2 separate regions of the Mus musculus genome follow, and region 1 is linked to region 2. Evidence: chromatin contacts called from public Hi-C data. All regions are on one chromosome and are shown on one strand. The core of a region is the stretch at or near the end of the contact, and the rest is flanking DNA. Distances in the headings are between cores, read along the strand shown. Region 1 overlaps Dlgap2 (DLG associated protein 2). Region 2 overlaps Dlgap2 (DLG associated protein 2).

The links. Hi-C and Micro-C count contacts between places; a contact is called where the count stands out from the background.
Region 1: a contact with region 2 is called in a Hi-C map of the C2C12 cell line, with 3 times the contacts expected there. The contact joins two enhancer-like sites. A contact is called at or near these places in 5 of 484 Hi-C or Micro-C datasets (the C2C12 cell line, adipose-derived mesenchymal stem cells and embryonic fibroblasts) and 3 of 115 datasets of contacts at active chromatin or transcription factors (the NIH/3T3 cell line, embryonic fibroblasts and vascular smooth muscle cells).

The regions. Positions count from the first base shown.
Region 1 is chr8:14,596,448-14,602,634 of GRCm38.p6, reverse strand. The region is part of intron 4 of Dlgap2 (DLG associated protein 2); the gene reads right to left. Among named protein-coding and RNA genes, the nearest start is that of C030037F17Rik, 170 kb to the left of the region's middle. Within about 2 kb of position 1,919, at least 39 of the 459 cell types and tissues checked have an H3K27ac peak or open chromatin away from gene starts, as enhancers often do. A contact at or near this core is called in the C2C12 cell line, where this site is marked.
Region 2 is chr8:14,359,399-14,365,274 of GRCm38.p6, reverse strand. All of the region lies in intron 3 of Dlgap2 (DLG associated protein 2), which reads right to left. Among named protein-coding and RNA genes, the nearest start is that of Gm26184, 89 kb to the right of the region's middle. Within about 2 kb of position 3,909, at least 6 of the 459 cell types and tissues checked have an H3K27ac peak or open chromatin away from gene starts, as enhancers often do. A contact at or near this core is called in the C2C12 cell line, where this site is marked.

The sequences.
Region 1 (6,187 bases), core at 670-3,169, 240 kb before region 2:
AAAGTCCATCATATGGATGTGTAATACAAGCCATAACAAGCCCTGTTTTCTGTACAATAGACACATAATATTTTTAAAAAATTAAGTCCTTTTTAAACAAAGCCATGAACAGAGAGTCCTGGTGCATCAGAAAGCCCTTAACTATTTCAGTGTTTCCCAGGGGCTCAAAAGCAAAGTGACCCTACAGATGCTCTCAAAGTGACCCTACAGGGTCTCTGATGCTCTCATGCGGCCAAGCAACTTCTAGCGACTGGTACTCAGCTGTTGCAGTACTAGGCACGCTGTGGATACTCTCCAATATTCTGGAGTAGATGTGTGTGTGTAGGATTGAGGCCCCAGAAGGACAGGGGCTGGGCAGGTGGGGACATCCTGTCACCTCTGGAATTGCTTTGAGAGTCATTGGAAGAGCTGATGTCTTAGGCTCTGAGAGCAGCATTCGGTCAAAGGGTAGAGTTTTTTCTTTTAGCTATTTTGGAAAATGCATGAGCTCTCATAAAGAGCGCTTTCTGCGGAAACCTGAGTATCACGGCAGCTGGAGGCAGGGGTACTTACTGTCACTACTGTGGTGGCCTCATTACTACCAATAACAGGAGGAGTGACAGTAACTGTGTGGTACAGGGCTCACCGTGGTCACAGAAATCAGTCTAATAATAATAAGCTAGGGAGCACCCTCTGGGAAAAGGAAACAGTGAGTCTGGAGGTCTAGGCGATTGATGGCATGTAGATTTGACATAGACTAGCCTGGCAAGATGACATCTGGCTCCCCAAAAGACAACCACGGGTGATCATGACTTCCCTGAGGACTGAACACTTCCCACGTTCTGAGAACCCTGGTGTCCACACCTGAACACTGAGTCTAAAGGACCAAGCCTGACATTAAGGTGACTTATCCTCAGGCCCTAACCCACAAGCGCCTGCATCGACTTTCTCTGGGGATACCGTGTTCATTTCACACGGCTCATTTTCATCAATGTCACCGGACCGGAATCTACAGACAGGATGAATGTGATGGAGGGATAATTTTGCTTCTTTCACTGGAGTCTAAGATCTGTATTCTCTCTGCCTCGCACGCTCCAGCTGTTAGCTGCACAGCCTCATCCTGTGCCAAGCCATTGCTCAGCGAGTTTGCTGACTAAGGAGTGGGGAATGAGGGGAGGTTGAACAGAAAGTCATCCCAAAATTAGGCTGCTTCCTCATCCCAAGGACCAGGAATTGGGCCATCTTCTGGCCATCTTCTACCCTCTATCACATTTGTTAGTATGCCATGGATGAAACTGTCTTAGTCCCTACCATCTCCTGGCAGCTGGCTTTGTCCTTTTGGTTCCTATTCCTGTGGGAGCTTCAAGGTGTATCTCAGAAAAGATAAGGAGGAAGGAGTAATCTTGGGTCAACTCTTGGCCAGAGCAGGGCAGAGACACTAGAGCCCATGAACCCTAGTTGCACAGCCTCTGAGATCTATGCTCCAACCCCTATGGTTTTGGATGGCTGCCTTGTTTTTCTTGAGGCCTTTTAGGGAAGTTATCTGAGGATCTTTTTAACTCTTGTGGGCCTTTTGATGTAAAAGGTAGCCCTGCCCTACTTCCCTAGAAGAAAGGTTGATATTTTGAACTTAATCTGGCTTCAAAATCTAGGAAAAGATTCTTTGTTTTATTGCTGTCTGTAACATTGCCAGTAGGCAAATGTTCGAACAATGACTATAAGTCCAGTTCTCCGGAGAAGGTCTTCAGGGAACGCTTGGAAGAAATCAAGAGCGTGAGCCATATTGTCACTAGGCCATGGTGGGCTTGGAAGTCAGTGGAACATGCTAGCAAACTAACAGGGATACCTGGTTTGTTGAGCTATGCTATAACCATAGCCTTGGGCTGCATACCACTACACTGACATAGGACCACACGATAGTTTGTTTTGGATGTCAAACTTGATTGGCTTAAGAAACGTCTAGTTCATCACTGAATCATGCCTTTGAGTATGAAAGTACCTCTCCAGATGATTAACGGAGTTGGCACTTGTCCCGGATTTGAGCAGTACCATCTCATGGGCTAAATCCTAAAGGGGAAAAAAAAGAGGCAAAGGCAGCCAAGCACCACTTTTTTATGTGCCTCCTTATGTGCCCTGCTGTGAACAAGCAGCCTTGTGTGAGGAGAAGACGAAGGATGACTGAGCTCCCAATAGGCTGGACTTTGTGGAGGAAATCAGGGACTCTGGAGGAGTTTCAGACAGGTGCACAAGTCTACGCATCTTACCTGGACGACTTTGCTTGCCCATAACACAGTGCTTTTACAATAAATGCTAAGTCTTGGCTATAAACCATTACCACGAAGCCTCACATGTTGGGGGAGCTAGTTCTCAGAGGGTGGATTCAACCCTGGATAGGTGATTAGAAAGATCACAGGCCTTGGACCTCATCATTTGGCAAACACTGAGGTAAGTGGAGGTAGCTCATTCGGAGGCCATGTTTCAGACGATGGCCTCGTCAGACACCAATGGGAGAAGAGGTCCTTGATCCTATGAAGGCTCTGTTCCCCAGTGTGGGGGAATGCCAGGGCCAGGAAGCAGGAGTGGGTGGGTTGGTGAGCAGGGGACCAGCGGGATAGGGGAGGGTGTTTTTTGGAGGGGAAACAGGAAAGGGGATAACATTTGAAATATAAATAAAGAAAATACCAATTAAAAAAAAAAGAAATAGGTTATGTCCCTTGTCCTGTCCTGTCTCTCCCTGCTCCCTGCCTACCTTGGAGTGAGGAGCTGCCTCTGACATATACTCCATGATTCTCTGGATCAACTCAGCTCATAACAAAAGAGCCAGTGGCCTGGGACCAAACCTATGAAACTGTGGTCCAAAGTCAATCATTTCTTCTTTGAATTGGTTTCTTTCAAGATTTGCCACGGTGATGAAAAGCTAACAGTCCACTTTGTTAGTACATACAATAAAACATAAAAGCAGAAGTTTCCCTCAAATCTCACCATTTAGAGTCATCCCATTAGCTTTGGGTGCACTAAACACAGGCTCCTTTTGTCTATGTAATCTATGTTTTTATATAAATGTGACTCGCCCCAGGAGGGTCTCCAGTTTTGCTTTACCCACTTAGCATATCAAGTCTCACGTTTTCCTGATCTGTGCATCCATGTACAGCATCATGTTACTGCTGCATAGTCTCCCTGTGACAGGAATCACATCCCAGCATTGCACAGATGATTCTGAACCCATCATGAGTACAGAGTGCCCATGACAGCAAGCCTCAGGGTTTGTGCCTTCTGAGTCATGAGCATGAGGAAGGCTTTTGGTCCCAGAGGCAGCATCTCCATTTCCTTCTCTAAACAAGTGATAGGTGATGAAGCTTGTCACATAGTGACAAGTACTCTCCAGGCAAGACCTCTCACTGTGAAGTCTAGAGAGTGTGGGTGAACACTGGTCATGTTTGATATTCAAATTATCTTCCATCAAGGTGACCTGGATGATATTTTAGGATATAATTAAAGGCATATCGACAACATCTACAAGATTCCAGGGACTCCTCCATGCATAAAAGAGTATAGTGGATATTGTCTGAACACAGACAGCCAAGTACTCCAGCCAGTCAGAGGCCTGGGTCCACAGGCCACTCCATCAATAAGCCATTCTCCAAGTAGGACCATTTATAGACTCTCAGACATTGCAGCTCTGTAAAATCCACAGTTGGTCTCCATGGCTGTACTTTTGACTCTTGGAGAAAGCCAGGGGTTTTCTTTCCAGAGCCACAAAACCTCTGAGGTAGGTATTAAAAGCATCATTATAATGGTCACTTTTTTAAAACTTTAGTAAAGTTAAATAACTTACATGTGAAATAACATCAGTCCAATAGCATCAAATACACAGGGCTTTGATATGCAGGAGCCACTACCAAGGCTTCTGTCTCTCTCTCTCTCTCACTTTCTACAGACCCAGGAAGGCACATGAAGGACTGAAGAATCCCATGGCAGTGTATTTATGCGATGTTCTGTGTTTCAGCTGCAATTTTATTACTAACAAGAAACATGTATTTCAGAACTAGTGTTGTAATGCACCGTTTATTTATTGAGATGGTTTATCATTTTTAAATGTTTAAAAGAGAGAAAAAATTACCCGAAGAAACAGCAGAGATATGAAAAGCTATTACCAAGGAAGGGAGAGGTACTTACATCTTCAAGTGGAGTGGAATGGTTTGTTTTTTGAGATATCTTGAAATTGCAGCAGCAGGGTAAATGAGGGGACAATAAACTCTCTATATAAGACCACACCCTCTACACTGGAGGGGGAGGGGCTTGGACCTACACATACCTCCCAGCCAAGGACACAGCTGCAACATTCTAACCATGTCATATAACACAAGGTATCCCCCTGTTACACCTAGGACACCTTCTGAGACCCCAGAGGTTGCCTGAAACCACATAAAGTCCCAATATCCCATGGACATGGTTTCTTCCCATGTGTACACACCCATGAGAACTTCTGATTATGATCTGGGCACAGCAAGAGAGCAGCAACAGTGGCCATGAGAACACAGAACCGTATAGAGAAGTTCTACGTGGTGACTTCTTCCTGGAAATAGACAGTGTAAGTATTAGTACTCCAGGATGTGGGTACCAGAAGCTTCAGGAAGTGTTGCAATAAAGTATTTGGATTCCACTGAGATTCCCTGTCCTTGAGAGGATATCAACACTCAGTCATGCCTCTGGACTGTGTTTGGATTGATTGTTCCATAACAACAGACTTTGCAAAGTGCCAGACCATAAAGCCAGGCTTCTACTTCTGCCTCTGAAGTATTGACCATCTCTATCAAATTCCAGAGCAGATGGGAGTGAACGGGAGATGAGCAGGTGCTCCCACAATAGGTTGATAGATACCCTGTGAGTCTGAACCGCCACGCTCAAATCAGCTGCTCAGAACAGAGCACTGAGCTCTTGTCTGTGAGGACACTCCGCTGCTTCCTGAGTCACATTGTTGCAGCCTCAGAACTCCTGAGGAAGAAAGTGGGGTAGAGCCACACAGTCTTCAGAAGAGGAGACTGAGGTACTGTGAGTGTTAGTGACTCTCTGAAGAGCAAGCAGCTGTGAGCTCCTGAAAAGCGGACTTTCAACCATATCCACATCCAACCAAAGGGTGGCTTTCCAAAGGACAGGTGCTGGAACTCTCTGGAAGATACGTGGTTAGCAGCTGGACATTAACAGCATGAGAGGGAAGTGGGGACTGGTATCTAAAACCTAAAACTTGATGTCCTAAAGCCCTGTGTGTTCTCCAGTGGAGTGCACATAGGAGAAATTGCACAGGGGAGCCAGACTTGATTGCACTATGAGCAAAAATTCTCTACAAGAATCTGAATTTAATATAAAACCCCCAACATGTTTATCCACTAGTAAGGAAATTGTAGGTGGAGGTTTCCCTAATTGTCTCTTGACCGGGTAAATAAAGATGACTGAAGCTAACCGCTGGGTGAAGATATGGAGGTGAGTTTTCTGGGTCCCAGCAGGAAGAGGAGGAGACAAGATAGAGAAAGGGATGTTGGGCCGGGCTTTGAAAGGAGAAGCACAGACACCATGTAGGCCTTGGGCCAATTAGAACTGGTGGTGGCCTCTGCCACCAGATGAACTCTAATATAGAATAGCTGATGAGTTCAGAACAATAGATTCTGAGGCCAGCGGTTGTGTCATCTGGCTTAATTTTAAAATATTAAGATTGTCTGGTGTTTTCCATCTGCAAATATTCAAGTGGGCAAGAGAGAGGTGCTACAGTAGTCATTGGCAGTCAGCAGAGCCAGCTACAGGGGTGGATGGTCAGTGGAGAGTTTTGTGGGGAAAGTGTTGGCAAGCCAGTGGGCAGCTAAATAGATGGCCGGCAGACGGCTGCTGTTCCCAGAGCCTAGCTGGAGCAAGTGTGTTTATAAAATTGCACAAAATAGGACATGATCACAAAATACTGTGCATGTGCACTGTGATGTCATTAATGACACAAGGCCACAGAAGAGGGTGCGCTCTCAGCAGGGAGCAGAGTCTTATTCTGTACAGTTCACCTCATCTCATCATGCTGCCTCTCCTTCCTTCAGGAACAGAAATGAAGATCTTGCCTCCCTGGTCTGAGTCTTGGAGTAGAGCTTGGAACCCACAAGTAGATCGTTTTTGTTGACTGGTGTGTGACCTGTTGGGAGTCACATTTTGGCCCTCCAACATCTGCTCT
Region 2 (5,876 bases), core at 2,660-5,159:
TTGCACCACAGATCCCTGTGAACATTGCTCATGCCCTGCCCAACCTAGCACCTTTTCCAAGGCTGACCCTGACCTTCTAGGCTCTGCCCAACAGTTACTTGGCAACAGTCAGGTATGTCTGGCTTGCTATAAAGGGGGCTGTTTGGCACCTTCTCCTGATCTCTGTTCTCTCTCTCTCTCTCTCTCTCTCTCTCTCTCTCTCTCTCATACTCTCTCTCTCTCATACTCTCTCTCTCTCTCTCTCCTCTCCCTGACTCCTTTCTCCTTCTCCCCTTCCCCCTCTCTCTCCAAATGTTCTTTGCCTGCCTCTCCCCCCCCCCCACTGTCTCTGTGTCTCTGTCTCTGTTGTGTGTGTGTGTGTGTGTGTGTGTCTTTCTCTGTCTTTACTCCCTTCTCAACTCCCCCCTCCCATGCCCTAAATAAACTCTATTCTACACTAGACCCATTGTATGGTTGTTACCTCGGGGGTAAGGGATGCCTCAGCATGGGCCCTCCGAGCCATCCCTCCCACCTCACCATACCTGGCTCTATCAAACATATGCTGCTCTTTTTATTAAACAAAACACCTGGGCTTTAAGAGTCTACTATGAAACTCTGTACCAAGGCTCTTACATGACTGATTCATCTATGCAGAGTTTTTACTGCATTTTGTGTTACATTTGCAAACACAGAATGTGAGCTATGTAATCTAAAAATTAGTTTTGCTTTCGAGTATGAAATGACTTATTGAAACTATTATATACTAAAATTTTTATTGACAGCATGAAAATGCAAAGCTCTTACTAAGTACTACTTATGTTGCCTAATTTATAAATAGATTCTGCATTAGAGTAAAAAAAAAAAATAACGAAACTCCTGACCCATGGAACCAATGCTCTAGCGAGGGAAATGAGCAGACAGCAGTGAACAATTGCTGATCACATTCATGTATGAAATAATGCCAGGGTGATGAAACACATAGTGGCTGGGACAGGTCAGGCTTCTTCTTCTTCATTATTATTATTATTATTATTATTATTATTATTAAGTTCTCTTTATTTACATTTCAATTGTTATGCCCTTTCCCAGTTTTCCCCTTCCTGGAAAACCCCCATCCCTTCCTCCTTCCCCCTGCCTCGAAGAGGGTGTTCCTCCACACACCCACCCACTCCCACCTCCCCGCCCTTGATTCCCCTACACTGGGGCATCTATTGAGCCTTCATAGAACCAAGGACCTCTCCTCCCATTGATGCCTGACAAGGCTATCCTCTGCTACATATGCATCTGGAGCCATGTGTACTCCTTGGTTGATGGTTTAGTTCCTGGGAGCTCTGGGGAGTGGGGAGGGGTCTGGTTGGTTAATATTGTTGTTCTTCCTATGGGGTTGCAAACCCTTTCATCTCCTTCAGTCCTTTCTCTAACTCCTCTATTGGGGACCCCATGCTCAGTCCAGTGGTTGGCGGCAAGCATCTCCCTCTGTATTTGTCAGGCTCTGGCAGGGCTTCTCAGGAGGCAGCTATATCAGGCTCCTGTCAGCATGCACTTCTTGGCATCCACAATAGTGTCTGGGTTTGGTAACTGTTTATGGAATGAATCCCCAGGTGAGACAGTCTCTGGATGGCCTTTCCTTTAGTCTCTGCTCTACAATTTATCTCCATATTTGCTCCCGTGAGTATTTTGTTCTCCTTCTAAGAAGGACCAAAGCACCCACTTTGGTCTTCCTTCTTCTTGAGCTTCATATGGTCTGTGAATTGTATCTTGGTTTATTTAGAGCTTTTGGGCTAATATCCACTTATCTGTGAGTGCATATCATGTGTGTTCTTTTGTGATTGGGTTACCTCACTCAGGATAATATTTTCTAGTTCCATTCATTTACCTAAGAATTTCATGAATTCATCATTGGGGGGGTGGGTTAGAGACAGGGTTTCTCTGTGTAGCCCTGGCTGTCCTGGAACTCCCTCTGTAGACTACACTGGCCTCAAACCCAGAAATCCACCTGCCTCTGCCTCTGAAGTACTGGGATTAAAGGTATGCACCACCATTTTAATAGCTAAATAGTATTCCATTGTGTAAATGTACTACATTTTCTGTAGCCATTCCTCTGTTGAAGAACATCTGGGTTCTTTCCAGCTTCTGGCTATTATAAATAAGGCTGTTGTTAACATAGTGGAGCATGTATTCTTATTACATCTTGGAACATCTTCTGGGTATATGCCCAAGAGTGGTATAGCTGAGTCCTCAGGTAGTACTATGTCCAATTTTCTGAGGAACTGCCAGACTGATTTCCAGAGTGGTTGTACAAGCCTGCAATCCCACCAACAATGGAGGAGTGTTCCTCTTTCTCCACATCCTCGCCAGTATATGCTGTCCTGAGTTTTTGATTTTAGTCATTCTGACTAGTATGAGGTGGAATCTCAGGATTGTTTTGATTTGCATTTCTGTGATGACTAAGGATGTTGAACATTTCTTTAGCTGCTTCTCAGCCATTAGATATTCCTCAGTTGAAAATTCTTTTTTTTAGCTCTGTACCACATTTTTAATAGGGTTATTTGGTTCTCTGAAGCCTACCTTCTTGAGTTCTTTGTATATATTGGATATTAGCCCTCTACTGGATGTAGGATTGGTAAAGATCTTTTCCTAATCTGTTGGTTGACATTTTGTCCTATTGACAGTGTCCTTTGCCTTACAGAAGCTTTGCAATTTTATGAGGTCCCATTTGTTGATTCTTGATCTTAGAGCATAAGCCATTGGTGTTCTGTTCAGGACATTTTTTCCCTGTGCCCCTGTGTTTGAGGCTCTTCCCCACTTTTTCCTCCATAAGTTTCAGTGTCTCTGGTCTTATGTTGAATCAGGACAGGGTTCTTATAGAGCAGGTGAACCCAGGCAGGTGCCAAGTTCTGAAGAAGCCCTGGACTGAGCTCCACTGACACAGCCAGGAGCAGACAGTCTCCGTCACTGAGCACAGGACCAAGAAAGGCAGTTAGCCGAAGAAGATTCAGCAGGTACCACTGTGAGTCCTAGTTTCAAAACAGTAAGATGGTTTGGAAAAGAAGGTGCCTCTATGTTTGGTTCTTAGGAGTGACATGAGATACGTCATGTCCTCACAGGGTACTTGGAGCTGTTGCTGGTTGGGAAAAGATAGGAAGGGCTAAATAGGAGAGTATGACCCACAGCAGACAGAGACTAGGAGATCCTAGTGAGACGCACAGTTCAGCCTGAAGCTGGATCCTGTCACAGCCGACAGCAGTACTTACTTAGCTTATGATGTGTTTAAAGAAGGCCCTGCAGGATTTGTGGGAAGACAAGGCGTGGGCTATGTGGTACCCAGCAAACTGTGCTCAGTTACTAAGCCTGGGGGAGAGCAGCAGGGGACCCAAAGCAGACTCCAGCTTGGGCCAGCTGAGTATGGTCTGCCTCCCATGCATCCAGAGGAATTAGGGAGGACCCTATGGAGAGGAGTTTGGAGCGAGGGATGGGCAGAGATGAACAGTTATTTAAAGCCTTGGCCTGGGGCTCATCTCACCAGTGACAGCTAGGTGAAATGACCTCAAGGGAGGTTAGGTAGCAAGAAATGACCATAGAAGTGTGGCGCACAGAAGGGCCTGAAGGTCAAGGAGTAGCTGTAGCTGTATCAAACAACTGGACAGTATTACATTCCAGAACTACTCTGGTTTTACATGGGAGGCCACTGGTGACCCTAAGGGCAGGATCATAGAGCAGAGCTAGCCACAGAGATGGGATCTCAGGAATGAAAAGGAAGATTAGGAGGGAGAATGGGGAAGGGGGGAGCAGGTGAAGCAAGGAAGCGGGTTGCAAAGATGAGGAAAAGCTCACTGCTGAGTTAAGATATGGGCCAAGGAAGCATCCCAAGTCACCCACACGGTAGCCAGACCAGGCGTATGGGTGATGACCGGGCAGATACTGCACAGTGATGGACAGGGTCAGCTGTGACTGAGGCAGAGAGGGAGGCACAGAGAGCAGTGCTGATGGTGTGTGCTCCACCTGACCGATGCTGGGTTTTAGTGATGTGGCACGACAGTTCAAGTCTACTTGAGCTTAAGAGTAAGAACTGAGACCTGGAGCCAGAGCAGGAGAGGAAGATTAGCAGAGTTCTGGAATTGGGGGCCATGATCCCAACAGACAAAAATCCTGTGTTCTGAAATCCCCCAGAGAGCCTGACCTCCTGAGGGTAAGTTCTGAATGTCGAAGTGAAAGAAATGTAAATCTGGAAACAGTCTAACAATTACTAAAATAGGGCTGGAGAGATGGCTCAGCAGTTAAGAGCACTGACTGCTGAAGGTCCTGAGTTCAAATCCCAGCAACCACATGGTGGCTCACAACCATCCGTAATGAGATCTGATGCCCTCTTCTGGTGTGTCTGAAGACAGCTACAGTGTACTTACATATAATAATAAATAAATCTTTTTTAAAAAACAATTACTAAAATAGCATTTATTTATGGTTAAAATGGTATTTAAGAGATAGAAAACTAGCACAGAGCACCACCCAGGCTACTTGACCTGATAATGTAGACCTAATAACCAAGCACACATTTGCAAATCAAACACTCAGTCTACACACAAGGATAACAGCCAGGGCGGGCAAACCATACGCACAGAGCCACACTTTTGAAACAGTAGCTCAATGGCACACGTCACCTGTATGGCAACTGTGTATGACGGCCTTGTATCACATGATACACTAAGAGTTTTAGAGAAATCCATAAAATAATAAATATGTACATTTTAAAAACTGGGGTGGGACATACAATTTGAGACACCCGAAGAGCTGGTATCTCTGAAAGTTTCTCTGCCATACAGCAATCTCCCTTCACTTGCTGAGGAACTTTTGACAGTTTTTGCAAACACAATGCAGTCAGTCTGCCTAGTCTTAGCTCCTCCTGGGCACAGCTGGAGACTCAACTTTGAGCTGACTCTCTGTCACCATGAGCTGAGCTGTCCTGTGTCTGTTGCCTACGATGTTCCATCTCCTCGCTGTGCACTATGAGAGACTTCACTGCGAACTGTGTCCTGTGCCCTCACTGTGAGCTAGGTCCCCTCCCGTCCCCATGAACTGGGTGCCATTCTCCAGCTTCAAACACCCAGTACAATACAGTTGGTACAGAGTAGGGACTGGTTTGCTACGTGAACCTCGCAATCAGAGTTTGATGGAGCACTGCCTGGGGAGGATTCCTGTACATGGACCCTGTCCTTTGCAGACTTGCACATATCCCTCACTTGTATGAGTGACAGGTGTCCCATGGCAGGGAGACCCCTTAGGATACTTCTCACAGCGCAACAGCCTCATCCCCGCTCAGGGCTGTGTGAGGGAGGAGGAAGGAGTGGAGTGTTGAGTCCTTTCTCTGGAGTTGAACCAGCAGAACAGGGCCTGCACACGGTCACCCAAGGAACAATGGGCCTCTATGCTGAAAGATGTTTGTGGGCTGCCTCCTTCCTCCAGAAAAGCCCCCAGACTGCACAGACACTGTGAGACCTACCACCAGTAGTTACACTTTACGTAGCTCTCCTCCAGCTAAACTCCGGCCTTCTTCTTCTACACTTATCTTCTCTGACTTGTCACCGAAGCAGGCCTTAAGTCTACCTCCTTCCTATTTTATACTCTACTATTCTATACTATAGCTTCCTAAAAAGAGGCCAAGAGGCATTTCTTCTTCTAGGTACCCAAAACACAGGTAATAGGTGCCCACACGGAGGCTTGCTTAACTCACCATTGGCAACTGTGGTGGTTAGAATATGCTTGGCCCAGGGAGTGGCATTGTTAGCACATGTGGCCTTGTTGGAAGAAGTGTGTCACTGTGGGGGTGGGCTTTAAGACCCTCATCCTAGATGCCTGAAAGCCAGTCTTTTGCTGTTTGCCTTCGCAACAAGAGGTAGGAC